Regions from separate parts of the Hordeum vulgare genome. Here region 2 is linked to region 1. Evidence: chromatin contacts called from public Hi-C data. All regions are on one chromosome and are shown on one strand. Each heading gives the region's core, a stretch centred on a gene start, on an enhancer-like site or on the middle of the called end of the contact. The rest is flanking DNA. Distances are from core to core; before and after follow the strand shown. Region 1 holds the start of LOC123447896 (transcriptional corepressor SEUSS-like). Region 2 holds the start of LOC123451212.

Region 1 (6,595 bases), core at 3,617-6,116:
AGTTGGCCTAGCGAAACTGTTTTCCCTTTATAGTTTACAAGTGAGAAATAAAAAAAAGTCATGCTTTGTTTTAAGCTCTAGCTTAGAAGTGGGATTTTGAAATGAAAAGATGACGAACTTCTTCACGACTTGTTTTTTTGCAAAGCACGAAATGAACTATAGATAAACATAAGGAATACAAAAGTTACACCTATAAGTCATAAGTAACTACATATACCAATTATTCATTAATTCAGAGCGGCTTATGTTAACATGTTCACAAATTTAACAACGACTTGCTCTATTTACATACGTGCATAAAATAATAAGATGTATGTGCAAGAGATCAATATGTCAATTCAGGCATTAACAAAAATGTGCACTATGTGGCACCTCACGTCATAGCAAAAAGTTCACAAAGTTGTAATGTTTTTATTTTTAGAATTTGTCCCAATTTATACATGGCTAACTATTGTTAGGATCGTTCTGAAAGCAATGTGAATGATCTAAAATCTGATAAGTAGTCTTTTGTAATTATGAAACAAGCATCAAAAGTAGTTGTATGCATGCTTGCATATCAACTCTAGTGTCCATCAGCTCCATGGAACCCATGGTAATGACTTGAACAACGACTTAAGTCATAGACCTTTAGTACAATATATGCTCAAGTAACTAACAAAAAATCATGCACACCATAATTGATAGAACTACCAATGTGAAAAACATACCATCTTGTCTACAAAGCCTTCTATAATGCTTATGAAGAAGTGTGTGGCTTGTATTTAGTGGCTATTGTCGCACAAACCCCCTGTGTCCAAACACTTTGGGCACTGCGAATCCAAGCAATCGATTCAGTACACATATATCATTTGTACTTGATTTAACCCTAAATCGAAGAGACGGAAGAAAGATTTACCGACATTTTGTCTAGCCAATACGCTAGCCTGATACAAAACAAACTTCTAAAGGTTTGACAGGCCAGTGCTCTCAGCAGGTAGCAGGTGTTGCTGCGAGTAGGAAGTGCGTCATAGTTCAGCGAGTTCAGCAGGGCATCAAGATGCCATGCCAAATCATTGATGACAAAAATGATTGAACTGACAAGGATGAATATTCCCTGTCATATGGACGCCGAAAAATGGTGAAGAAACCACATGCGCCATGAATTCAAAGATGTGCAGCCCCACGGTGGCCGCCAACTACCATGTGGATAAATCTGGTAGTAAGAAGGTTATGAGAACAAGGTTTGATTTCTCGAGATGCAAGTGGGTGACACATGAATTTATAGGTTTAGGCTCCTATTCGGTGAAGGTAAAAGTCTTAGTCTTGTCTCACACAGAGATGTTCTTGCATATGGTTTTGCGGATACAAAGGTTTCAAATCTGTAATTGGATACAAGGGTTATCTTTATATAGAGTATGCTTCACCCCTTGGCTATCGGTAGCTACGTTATAGGTGTATTAATAAGTAATAATGTGTACCCGCTACAAGTTATTTTAATAAATACCCACTACAAGTTGTAACGATGTTTTGCTTGCCTAGAATATTAACACTAGGCATCCATCCTTAGTAGATACCTCTATTGATGTCCCTAGCTATTGGCCTCCTGAGTCGACTGAGTGGACGAAGGACGCCGTGTGAACCAAGTGATGTAATCCTCTCGCGGGTGCCCACATCAACTGATTAACTCCCCCTTGTCGTGACATTGAGTCATAAAATATACGGGCTTGGGCCTTCATGGCCCTTTGTCGGGTTTGCAGTCTCCATGGGCCCACCTAATGGAGGACAACCTCGTCACAAGGCATTCAGAAGTTGAAGTTTAAATTGGCGTAGAGTAACCTGGACCCGTCGTAGTGTTACTGCTTTAGATTCATCTCCATAATATGGTCATCCTAATCGGACGGGAGGGTCACCCTCTTTCGCTTGAAAGTAGTCACCCCTCTGTAGAGGGTCTCAGTCACAGAAAGATGACGCATTGTGTGGAGACAAGGCGCAACAAGACAATCGTGCAACAAAGTTTATGGTAAGCCAAAACGCTGGTCATCGAGGATGTCCCTTAATGCGATGGCCTGGGAGCTAACGAGACCTTGAGGGAGCCTATGTATGGGATTTTGTTCTTTCTTTGAAGAGATTGCATTTTTTTTCCGTGGTGTCATCATGCAATTTAATCGCTAGCAATGGGGGCAACCCGTGCTCGCCCTTGTCCGTACCAATGGTTGTAACATGATATAAACATTCTAGTATGTTATCTGATTTACATGTTCGTAATAGTGTGATTGCATAAATAAATGTTTATCAAATCTTGGACGTAATTTACCTAGCTAAATAAAATGTACAATTTTACTTGGTAAGAAATTATTAACTTACCAAAATAACATAATTTTATTTGGTAAGCTAATGAAAGGTGAGACAATCAAGACAAGTGAAGGAAAAACGTGAAAAGACCCACGCACACGAGGGAAAAAATCAAAACAAAGAGAGAAAGGGGAACTCACTCTCGCATCTCCAAAGCCCAATACTCACCTCCAATAAATGATAAAAATGTAATATCTTTTACATCACCTCTTTCAAAAGATGTAAAATACAATACTCGGCGATGCAAATTTACATCTTCACCTCCCACGTGATGTCAAAATGTATTGCGCGCCAATCACCCATAGTCGTTTCTGGTCGTTTTCCCACACTCTTCTTCTTCTTCCTGCGACCTCCCGCCACACAGCCGTTGGCACCCTCCCTCCCATCACACCACGCCGTCGTCGCGCCGCGCTAGATCCCACCACCTCACCAACCCGATGTTAGTTTCGCTTGTCCTCCAGCCCACCCGTTGCACGCCGTGAATCGAGGTCTTTTCGTCGGTTCTTCGTCACCGCTCGATTCGGCCCTGCTGCCATTTGCACTATCGCCGCCGCTCATCCGCTAGCATCAAGCCCCCGCCCAGCCCCACCCCACCTCCACCAGCAGTCGCACAACGCGTATCAGGCTGTTTCCGTCGCTCCTCCTTCGTCGCCCGATTCGCTTTCGTCGTCGGTTCCGCCCTCACCACTGCTCATTCGCCACCGCCCCATTCGTACTCACCGCCGTTTCCGCCGCCGCCCCGACGCCGCCATGAAACCAAAGAAGGTCTTTAAGAGCAAGACCGTGCTCTTCAAAGTGCGGCAAAGCCGCCCGACAACTTTGACATCGAGTTCTTTGACGCGGGTCGCCGCTTCTGGCTTGGCACGTATGACACCTCCAAGAAGGCCGCGCGTGCATACGACACGGTAGCGTGGCGTACCGGGAGGCTGAGGACGGAGCTTAACTTCCCGGAGATTGAGACCCAGGCGGATGCGGAGTTCCTCGTGACGGAGGGTATTTATATGAAGGAGATGACAAAGAAGAAGATGAAGAAGAGGCCGTCCATTGTCGTTGATCCTGGCGATAGCGACGAATCGACAATAACAAGGTTCGCGCGGGAGCATCTAGAGTATGTTCAGGTCGAGCTCAGGTTCTTCTGTAAGAGCGAGCCCGAGCATCAGAAGAAGGAGCACGAGGCCGACCCCTTGATGGTGACCGCCGTTGAGACCTCGAAGGAGGACGATGAGGAGTTCTGGGGGTCTTCGGAGGAGAATGATGAGGAGTACTCGATGCTCTCGAAGGAGGACGACTAGTTTGATGGATGCAGTAGTCTGAATTAGTTGTAGTAGTCGTTTAATTTATGTTTCAAATTAGAACTATGTTTGAATTATGTTTCAAATGAAGTAGTAGTTGAAGTATCTAGTTTTTACATGTACACATTTGCATCATCTTTTAAAATTAGAGCTTTACATCACAAATATACATTATTTGTTAGAATTGCCTTTTTAAGATTAAAAAATATTTTTTGATGACGTAAATTATATAACATCTATTTAGGCCCTCTTTGGAACCACTCACATTATATAATCCGGTTTTTATAATTTATTTTGTCTCTAAATAGAACAGATTATGGTGTAGATTATAAAAACTAGATGGACAGATTATTAAAAACTCATAATCTACTCTACCCCAGCTAAAATCAGATTATGGATTACTAAAGACCCATTATCCTTGTAAAGTTAGAGATAATTACATTCCTGCCACCGCAACTCTTTTTTTTTTTTTAAAAGACAGATATGTCATTATGCAATGTAAAACCTGGATTACAGTTTATATAATCTGGCTTCCAAACATGCCCATCTAGATTATTTTTATAAATCAGATTATATAATCTATCTTCATAATCCAAATTATCATAATCTATTATGGTTTCAAATATGGCCTTATGCATCTTTAAATTTACATCATTTATTGAAGATGCTCTTAGGCGAAGGACACTCTGCGTGGTAGTAAAACAAACACTGTATTCTGAAAAAAAAAGTATGAACTTGAACACCGAAATTCCCGGTCAGAAAATCCCGCCCATCAGAACGAGGCATCACAGCAATTACCCAGGTCCAACCACCACCCGTGCACGCTTAACTGGACTAGCACAACGAGCCGGTGCTGACATTCCGTTTGTGTAACATGTTCCACGACCATGTGTGTGACAGGAGGATATCCCATGCCACACCGTTGGCCATGGCGTGGCATGGAGCACACGCACACGCTCCCTTTTTGACTTCTTTTAGCCTCAGCACACAACTAAAGAAAAACCCAGAAATAAAACAGACCAAACACCGAAGCAAAGAAAAACACCCCGCTTAATCACAGCCCCCCTACACCGCAGCCTCACCCCCACCCGTTCACCGCCACGAGGATCCGGCTGGGCGCGGGCCCCAGCCGTCAGCGGGTGGCGGTAGCCACCGGCCGGGTCGCGGACCCCGGATCTTAATCAAATCGAATGCGAATTTTGACGTCCGCAAGGACGGAGTCTCGGCATTTTCCCCTTCCCCCCTCTCTCCTCTCTCTCTCTGCTGTTTCGCTTCGCTTTCTCTCTCCTCCCTCGCTTCGCCTCCTCCTTCCCTCCCTTCTCCACCGAGAGGGCTCGTGCCGAGCCGAGCCGAGCCGAGCCGAATCCCGTCGACCGCGCGCGGGGGCAGGAGGGAAAGATCTTCTCCACGGACCGGTTCTCTTCGTCGGTGCGGCGGCGGACTGTACTGGCCGGAGCGGGGCTGCTCCGGCGCGGCGAGCGGTGGCGGTAGTGGCGGCGCGCGCGTTGCCGGCGGACGAGGGGTCCCTGCGGGCCGCGCTGCGCCGCGCGATTTAGCGCGAGTCGACCCTTCGGATCGTTGGATCGCTGCCGGGCCGGAGCTGCGTACTGGCAGTGGCTGGTGGCTTCGTGGCGGTGAGTGCGCTTGTTCGAGTATTTAATATTTTGTTTGGGCAAGCTGCTTACGGCCCCCGGCTTCCATTACTCGCAAGCAATTCAGCGAGAACAGAGTAGCAGATATAGTAGATAAATAATCTGACAGCGTAAACGCTTGCCGGAGATTTACAACTGACAGGCAACACAGAGTGAAATGTCGAAAAACAGCTTTCGGGGAGTTTATTCATCGAAGCAGCAGCATTGTGGAGCTTGGTGTGCAGTTAATCACTGAACGGTCGCCATCCCCTCTCAAGAGTTCCATACTTCAGCTGAGTTGTTCCAGCAATTATATAGCCCAACATGGTGACCAGTAACAAAACAGAGACGTGACAATATTTGGATCAGATGGTAATCTGTGTTGAAAACAAGCATTGTCTTGTGTCCTTCGAATTGGCCGCACAACTGCAGCCATGCCTACCATTGCTAGTTTCCTCCCCCTGGTTTATCGAATGAACTAATCCTAAAGTCAATTGAGTTATTAGGTACATTATGTAAATCATATTTGCATTGTATAACTCTCCAGATAAACTTTACAATTGTGCATTCAACGAGTAAGTGTTAAAATGTGTCAAGTTTTCATAGAATTGGCATCTCGTGTCTTTTTGCCACTGCCTGTTATTCAGACCTTCCTCACAGAATGCTTTTATTAGATATTAACCACAAAATGTTCCTGATTCTTTTTTCTTTTGAAACTGAAAAAGGTCCTGATCTTTAGAAGGTATCCTTTGTTTGACGTATTCAAAGAACGGCTCATACTAATTGCTGCTGTTTGACTACACTTTTTTTATGAGTTTGGGCATGGGGTGCTGCGATCTAGGAGGATGTGTTCTCTGTGAGGGAGGAGGGGTAATTGCCGCTGCTTCTTAATTACACTTTGTTTGTGAGTTTTGGGCATGGGGACCTGCGATTTAGGAGGGTGTTGCTTAATTATGCTTGTGTCTACTGTTGTGCTCTGTTTTTCGGTGTATTTGTGCTCTGTTTTTCGGTGTATTTGTGCTGTTTGTTGCCTGGATTAAAGAAGACCAGTGTGCTTTGGTAGCTTATCCACCTTTGGTTCCAGTTCATCTTTTGGTGGTGGAGAATGGTATTGAGTATATTTGTGCAGGCGCACTGGTCTACATCCATGCATGTGTCCTAAAGTTGCATCTCTGGTTGTTTACAGGGAACGCTGGTCTGAAAGGATGGTGAGTTGAGTGGTGACATAACTTGACCTTGGAGTGGTTTGCAGAGCTTGGAGCTCTCCGATTGCCTGCAAAGGATGGTTTCCTCAGGGCCCCCGAACCCAATGGGACCTGGGCAGCCAGTGGGTGCTGCTTC
Region 2 (7,183 bases), core at 768-3,267, 690 kb before region 1:
TTAGCCAAGTTCAATTTTGTGTGCTTCTAAGATGGAAATAGTGGGGTACTCTGAAGTCATGTATACTAATGAACATGTCTCTTCAGAAATCCTCACACCAAGTGATGAACTAGCCCAGGAAGTCACTGCTGCATCTGAGTTATCGGGGGAGAAGTTCTGAAGATTGCCCATGGAGGAAAGCTACTGGGAGCAGATGAAGTCTGGTGCGGCATACATGGTCAACACGGGCGGTCGACAACGGTTCCATCACAGCTGCCCTGCTCCTGAAACAGGTATAGCATCTCTCTAGAATGACCAAAGCATCCACATGTGTTCGTTGAAAAAGGTCGCATCATACTTGTACTAGGTTGAATTTTCCTCCGGACGGTTCCATCACAGCTGTCCTGCTCCGGAAACAGGTATAGCATCTCTCTAGAATGATCAAAGCATCCACATGTGTTTGTTGAAAAAAAAAGGTCGCATCATACTTGTACTAGGTTGAATTTTCCTCCGGCAAAGCTGACGAACTCTAATGTGCTTGCATTGCAGTTTGTCGATGAGAAGGTTCAGTGGATGCACATCGACAAGGTTCAGTGGATGCACATCGACATGGCAGGCCCGGTGTGGAACGACACCGCCACTGGCTTTGGCGTGTCCACCCTGGTGAAGTGGGTCCTCAAGAACTCATCATCATCCTGAAGGTGAAGTGGGTCCTCAAGAACTCATCATCATGAATGAACTCCCCCATAACAACGTCAGTGAATGAATGGTTTCATTACCAGTGAATGAATGGTTTTTATTTGCTTTTGGCTAACGTTTTATTTGCTTTTGGCTAACGTATGGAGTGTGAAGCGATAGAATAAGGAAGGGTTTCATGGGGAAAAATAAAGCAGCATGTTGTTGAACACTTTCCTTATCAGATTAAACGACGTTTCATTTCGTCGTTTCCATATTGTGTCCTATCAGATTAAACGACGTTTCATTTCGTCGTTTCCATATTGTGTCCGTGACTGCTGTCTGGTGAACATTTTTGCTATAATTAGTTTAACCTTATGTTAAAATTGATTATAAAAATGATGCACAATTGCATATGAAAAGTTGTGTCTTTTTTTCACCCGGTGCAACGCACGGGCATTTGTACTAGTCATCAATAAAGAACACTGTTTTGATTACAACTCGGTCAAGAAATCGCTGTGCCTGGATCTCTAAAATCTTCGTAGTTCTACATTACATGTCTTTCCGAAGCTGTATAAAAATGCCTTCACCACTTCTATCAAAAAATTGTAAGAATATTATGAAAAAAAAACTATCAATAGGTGGTGTTGAGCAAATTAGAAGGGCGCGGTAGCAACATCTCGTTCTGCGGCGGTGCGGCCATACTGGCGGTGGCAGCAAATGCTATCATCGTCAAGAAACGCGTAGGGATTGAACATGTCATAATCTTCGTCGCCCTGGTCGTCCTCCTCGTCGGAGTCGGTCATGGAGTCCTTCCTGACGCCCAGCACCGGCTTGAGACCCTGCAGCACGCAGCAAGTTCCATAAATATCAGCTGGTTCGTCCATCGTCATCACAAAACTGAGAGACAGAAGCTAGCCGATCGACCATGAACGATCTGCTGGATCGTCCAGATTGTAAGTAAAGCTGCTCGTTACCTCGGTGAAGATCCGGACGGCGTCCTCCGACGAGTGCGTTCTCAGGACATACAGCGCCGCCTCCTGCAGAAGTGGATACGTACGTCTTAGAGAACCGTCTTAAGAGAAGGTTGAGAAAGATCGATGAGAGCTAGGCTCGGTGGCGGTGCCTCACCCTGGCGTACTTGAGCTCGTGGAGGGAGAGCGCCTTGGGCTCCCACTCCATGGACGCCATGCTCCCCGCGGCGCCCGCGTGGGGCCGCATCGATCTCAGCTTCGTCGGACGTGCTGGGGGATGACCGGAATGTATCACGTACGAAACGTGTAACGCGCAGGCCGGGCAAAAATTGCAGATGAGAAATGCGTGTGTGTGTGTGTGTGTCTACTGCTTCCGTGCAGCAGATAACAACGGAGTTCCTGTGTCGTTGCCTATTTATAGCACGACGAGGCGTCGGTCGGACGAAGAGAAAGTAGGCACGAACTCCACGCGTGTCGACCGGCGCAAGCGCGCACGTCGTGGAAGCGTCGTGACACGCGGGGACGGAGAGCCGTCACCGGGTCGCGGTCGTCCACCCCGCATGGCGCCAGTGCATGGCGAGGCGGCCGGCATGGGCCAGTGGCTGCCCGGCGCGTGGCGTCCGCTCGGGGTTACCATCGCGTGTAGCGTGACGTGTGATCCTGACGCCGCCGACGCGCGCGCGCGCGGGGCTGGGATGCGCCCGTTGCTTCGCGATGCTGTGCACTTTTGTGTTTGTGGAGCCTTTCCACCGGACGAATACTTCCTGATGTGACCGGGGCCGGTCTGCTTCTACCGGTGGTTTCCCACGGTATTTTCGCTGCATATATACGTACCGAGCGATATAGACGGACACCGCGTGATTGTTTTTTTTTTGAGCAGGACACGCGATTATCGACAGGACAGGAAGTAGACGAGATCGTCTTCTTTCTCTCCTTTTTATCTGACAGCGACGAGGTACATGGCCACCTTCGAAAAATAGCTGATCAAATCTCCTTTCAAGATACTGTTCATACCATGTTCGTTTCTCTTGTATTCAGGGGCGGCCGGCCTGGGCCAGTGGCCACCCCCATCGATTTCGAGAGGGGTGTGCTGGCTGTAGAACTTTTGTTAACTCATGATAATTAGTACTGGATCATGGAAGTAACTATATTGATATAAGAGCATCTCTAGTAGGTCCCATATAACACCGATCTGTAAAACGTGTTTACAGTTCGTGAAAAAACGATTTTATGGACCGGTGCGGACGAGAGCAGAGTTAGACCCCGTAAAATGAACCTGTAAAAAAGATATTCGCAGAAGATGTTTTTTTACGGGTCAACTCGGGCTGCGACGGAACAGACCCCCTAAACTTAAAGTGTAAACCGAATTTTCGCTTACATTTTCCCCCATATCTTCTTCTTCCTCTCGCCCGTGTCCATGATCAATTAAATTTGTTCCTAAATACAGGGTCGTCGATCCCTGAATACATCCAGGAGCTAGCTAGCTAGCTTCCGTCGCCGACGTCGAATCCGGCCAGGACGAGCAGGGTGGCCATTAGGACGGGCGGGGTGGCGTTCAGGGACGTCCGGAGCGACGTATGGTGGACGTGGACGGCGGACGCGGAAGTTTTTGTGGTAGTTAGGCTCCCGTCAACTGCTTTCTTTCGATACAGGGCACCGTAGAAGCGGACGCGAAAACTGTATTTTTGCAGATCGGGAGAAGCTTTTTATCGTGCCCCATAAAAATATGTACATGTCCGACGCATTTGCAGGGTCTGATCAGACAATTTTTTCACACGGACCTGTATTTTAACGATTATTTTGCAGGTCATATATAATGCTCCGACCCGCAAAATAATTAGTCAAGCACGAAGTTGGAAAAAGGCCCAAGCCTAGGAAGCAAACGACGTCGGCCCATTAGATGGATACATAACTTTTGTTTTTGGACCGAATGCACCTGCACTACTTGATGATGGATTAGTTGACTACCAGCAGTCGACTACCTGCACTACTGCATGTGTTCGTTGATTGTCTCCCCTGTGCGCTAGGACATCGCAAGCGTCCGGCTGCGATGCGTGTATTCGTCATCTCTCACCCACGTGTGCTAGGGCATCGCCAACGTCCGGCGGTGATGGGCGTCGCCTGCGGCCGGTCTATGCGCCAATTTCATGATATCCCTCTATCAGGAGCTTCAAATTGCACCATGAGAACAACACTATACCACTCACGCCGGATTTAAGGTAATCATACTACGATTTCATGTCTTGAATATCATGTGTTATTACTATTATTAGATTTTTATATAAAACTGCTAGATGCAAGATACTGTTTGTTCATCGGTTATAAATTATACATATTGTCTATGTACATAATAGCCCCAATATCACATATATTTATATACAAACTGCCAAACAAATATTTTGCGCAAATAGAAATTTCACAACAAACTAGAATCCAAAGTACACAATATGAGATTCTGGTTACATGCGTTTTTTTGTGTTAGTTATACATCCAAACTAATAAAAATCTACATGTTTTCTAAGTACAAAATATATATTATCTCGTGTTGGTCTTGTATGGTCATTGTATTAAAAAGTGTATGAAAATCGTCATCTTAGCTCCCCATACTTAAATCCTGGCTCCGCCCCTGTTTGTGTTGGACAGGACTTTTCAAAGACAAGGATGCGGAAAAGCTTCACGCTGAAACTGAGATGATTCGCAATGGGACCATAATGTTGACAAAAGTCTGCAACAACTCAAGAAAGATTGATGCAGAGCGTTGAGGTCGCCATCTCCGGTCGTGGAGGTCTAAGAGCAACTCTAGCAGACCCCACATCCGTCCCCGACCCGCAAAATAACCGCCAAAATGCGGGTCGAGGCGGAAAAGCCTGCCCGATCAGACCCCGCATCCCGTCCTGGTCCGCAAAAAATTTTAGGGGGCGCGGTAAATTCCCAACCCCAACCTGGGAAAACGAGGGTTTCCCCCTCGTGGCTGCGGTGCCCTGCATAACAGAGAAGCAGTTGGCGGGAGAGACATTTCAGCCCGCGCTATTTTCCCCCTCCCTTCCACCGCCGCCCCGCCTTTGCTTCCGCCCGCTCACCACCGGCGATTCCGGCCATATCTGTAGGCGAGCCGCTGCACCGCCCCTCCGGATCCGGCGAGAAGAGCCGCCTCCAGCCGCCGCCGCCGCCGGGGATCGACCACCGCCTCGCCGCCGCCGTCGGTTAGTACCTTTTTTTGTGTTTCCTACTATCCTCCCGCCAACTGCCCGAGAAGATGGAGTTGACCCCGTGCAAGAAGTTCCTGCTATCCGATTCGTCCGATTCGGCCGGCTCGGATGTTGAGACCATGATTGCGACCTTTCGTCAGCAAACATTAGTCATGGCGCTTGCCATGAAGGAGCATGAAGACGAGAACCGGAAGAGAAGGCGAGGATCGACTGTCGGGCGTTTGTGCATTCCTCGGAATCGCCATCTTGGGAACGAGATGTTGATGCAAGACTATTTCGCGGAGAATCCTACATATCCTCCACACCTGTTCCGGAGAAGGTACCGAATGCGTTGATCCCTCTTTGTGAAAATTGTTCAAGCTTGCGAGGAAAATTCCCGGTATTTTACTCAAAGAAGGAATGCCGCGGGCTTGAAGGGATTTAGTGCATATCAAAAAATATCCGCAGCTATGCGGGTGATTGCATATGGCGTTCCGGCTGACTATGCCGATGAGTACCTTCGCATTGGTGAAGATACCACAATTGAGTCTGTGCGTAGATTTGCGAAAGTGATCATCCATCTATTCGGTCCTGAGTATCTTTGGGCACCCAATGAAGATGACACAAAGAAATTGATGGCATCTAATGAGAGGAGAGGTTGCCCTGGCATGCTAGGTAGCATTGATTGTATGCATTGGAATTGGAAAAATTGCCCCAAAGCTTGGCAAGGAATGTATTATGGCAAGTCTCGTGATGCAACAATTGTGCTAGAGGCCGTAGCATCCGAGGATTTATGGATTTGACATTGCTTTTTTGGTACGCCGGGCACACTCAATGATATCAATGTGTGGCAACGGTCTCATTTGTTTGCTAGGCTTGCTAGTGGTGATGCTCCTGCTTGCAACTACACTATCAATGGACATGAATACACAAGGGGGTACTATCTTGCAGATGATATATACCCTCCTTGGTGCACATTTGTCAAGAGCATCAAAGAACCCAAAACAAAAAAAGAATGTGAATTTGCAAAGGTGCAAGAGGCAGCCCGCAAAGACATTCAAAGAGCATTCGGTGTTTTGCAATCTAGGTTTGCCATTGTCCGTGGTCCTGCTCGTTTTTGGGATAAGAGAACCTTGAAGAACATCATGACATGTTGTGTTATCCTGCATAATATGATTCTTGACGATGAGAGAGGATTGAACTTAGAATTCTTTTACGACAATATGGGTAGCCGTGTCAAACCAGCTAGAGACCCAAACCGCATTAGAGCTTTTCTTCAGACATACAAGGAGATTGAAAACCCAGACAACCACTTTCAACTTCAGAAAGATCTCACTGAACACCATTGTCAAAGGGCTGGACAATGACTTATTTTTGTATTCATTTGTATTTGTATTCATGACAAATTTGAATAATTATTTGTAATGCGGATGATTATTGTATTGTGTTTGATTCGAATAATTCAGTTTGTTTTCGTCTGTTGAATTATGTTGTATTTGATATTTGCGGGCAGATGATATGCGGAAAGCAGCGGTGCAAAGAGCAGATCCCGCAAAGCCGACCCGTAAAAAGGAATATTCCGGAAATATATTTTTTTACGAATCCGTTTGGGGGGTCTGCATCTGTGCCAGCCCAGACCAGCCCGCAAAAGCTGTTTTGCGCGACCTGCAAACGTGTTTTACGGGCCGGCGAGATGCGGGGTCTGCTAGAGTTGCTCTAAGATGGCAGTATGAAGATATGATGATCAAAACATCTTCTTTTGTCTTACATCATGCTAGATTTTGAGCATGTGTTTGCTAGTGTTGAACTGGTGGTAGCCTTTTGCTTGTAATAGCTCTAGTTGATGTTTACCTGATGTCTAGGTTTTTTTCCATAGCCTCTGTTTCGATGACAGACAGACGCAGTGGGCTTTCTAGCAGTGCTTTGAACTCGCTTTCTTTTTAACATTTTCTTTCCTGATTTGAGGTCAGACTTTGTATTTATGTTCTAGTAATGAAAAGGGGAAATCCCGGTTCAGAAAAGAAGAAGAAGTATGTACCAATAAAATCTCATTTTTAACCTATAGGCCATATCTGAACAGGAGGATTTTCTATGTGGCATCAGAAAATATCGGAATGGATTTGTTAGACAAGGCATGTGTATGGGTTTCACTTGTCGGTGAGAGTAAGAAATAGCAAAGTATAAAAGAAAAGAGCAGTGCTAGGCGCCGGCGCGCCGGTCCGAGGTCTCACGCCGGTCGCACAACAACCGTCAGATTAGGGGCTCCCTGACCGTCAGATCTCGTCACGCGAGCCCCCACCACCCGCCATCCTCGCACGCGCCGCCACGCAGCACGCGCCTCGCCCACGCCGACGCCCCAGCACGCGC

Evidence for each region. Hi-C and Micro-C count contacts between places; a contact is called where the count stands out from the background.
Region 2: a contact with region 1 is called in a Hi-C map of leaf, with 7 times the contacts expected there. The contact joins the promoter of LOC123451212 here to the promoter of LOC123447896 in region 1. A contact is called at or near these places in 2 of 6 Hi-C or Micro-C datasets (leaf and seedling).

Annotation. Positions count from the first base shown.
Region 1 is chr4H:66,188,184-66,194,778 of MorexV3_pseudomolecules_assembly, reverse strand. It overlaps LOC123447896 (transcriptional corepressor SEUSS-like), which reads left to right and starts at 4,866. Exons shown (of 10, transcript XM_045124611.1): 1 at 4,866-5,257; 2 at 6,441-6,595. The coding sequence starts at 6,537.
Region 2 is chr4H:66,870,128-66,877,310 of MorexV3_pseudomolecules_assembly, reverse strand. LOC123451212 reads right to left here and starts at 2,017. Exons shown (of 3, transcript XM_045128221.1): 1 at 1,786-2,017; 2 at 1,632-1,694; 3 at 1,083-1,496. The coding sequence starts at 1,875. The coding sequence ends at 1,311. It also overlaps the pseudogene LOC123450277.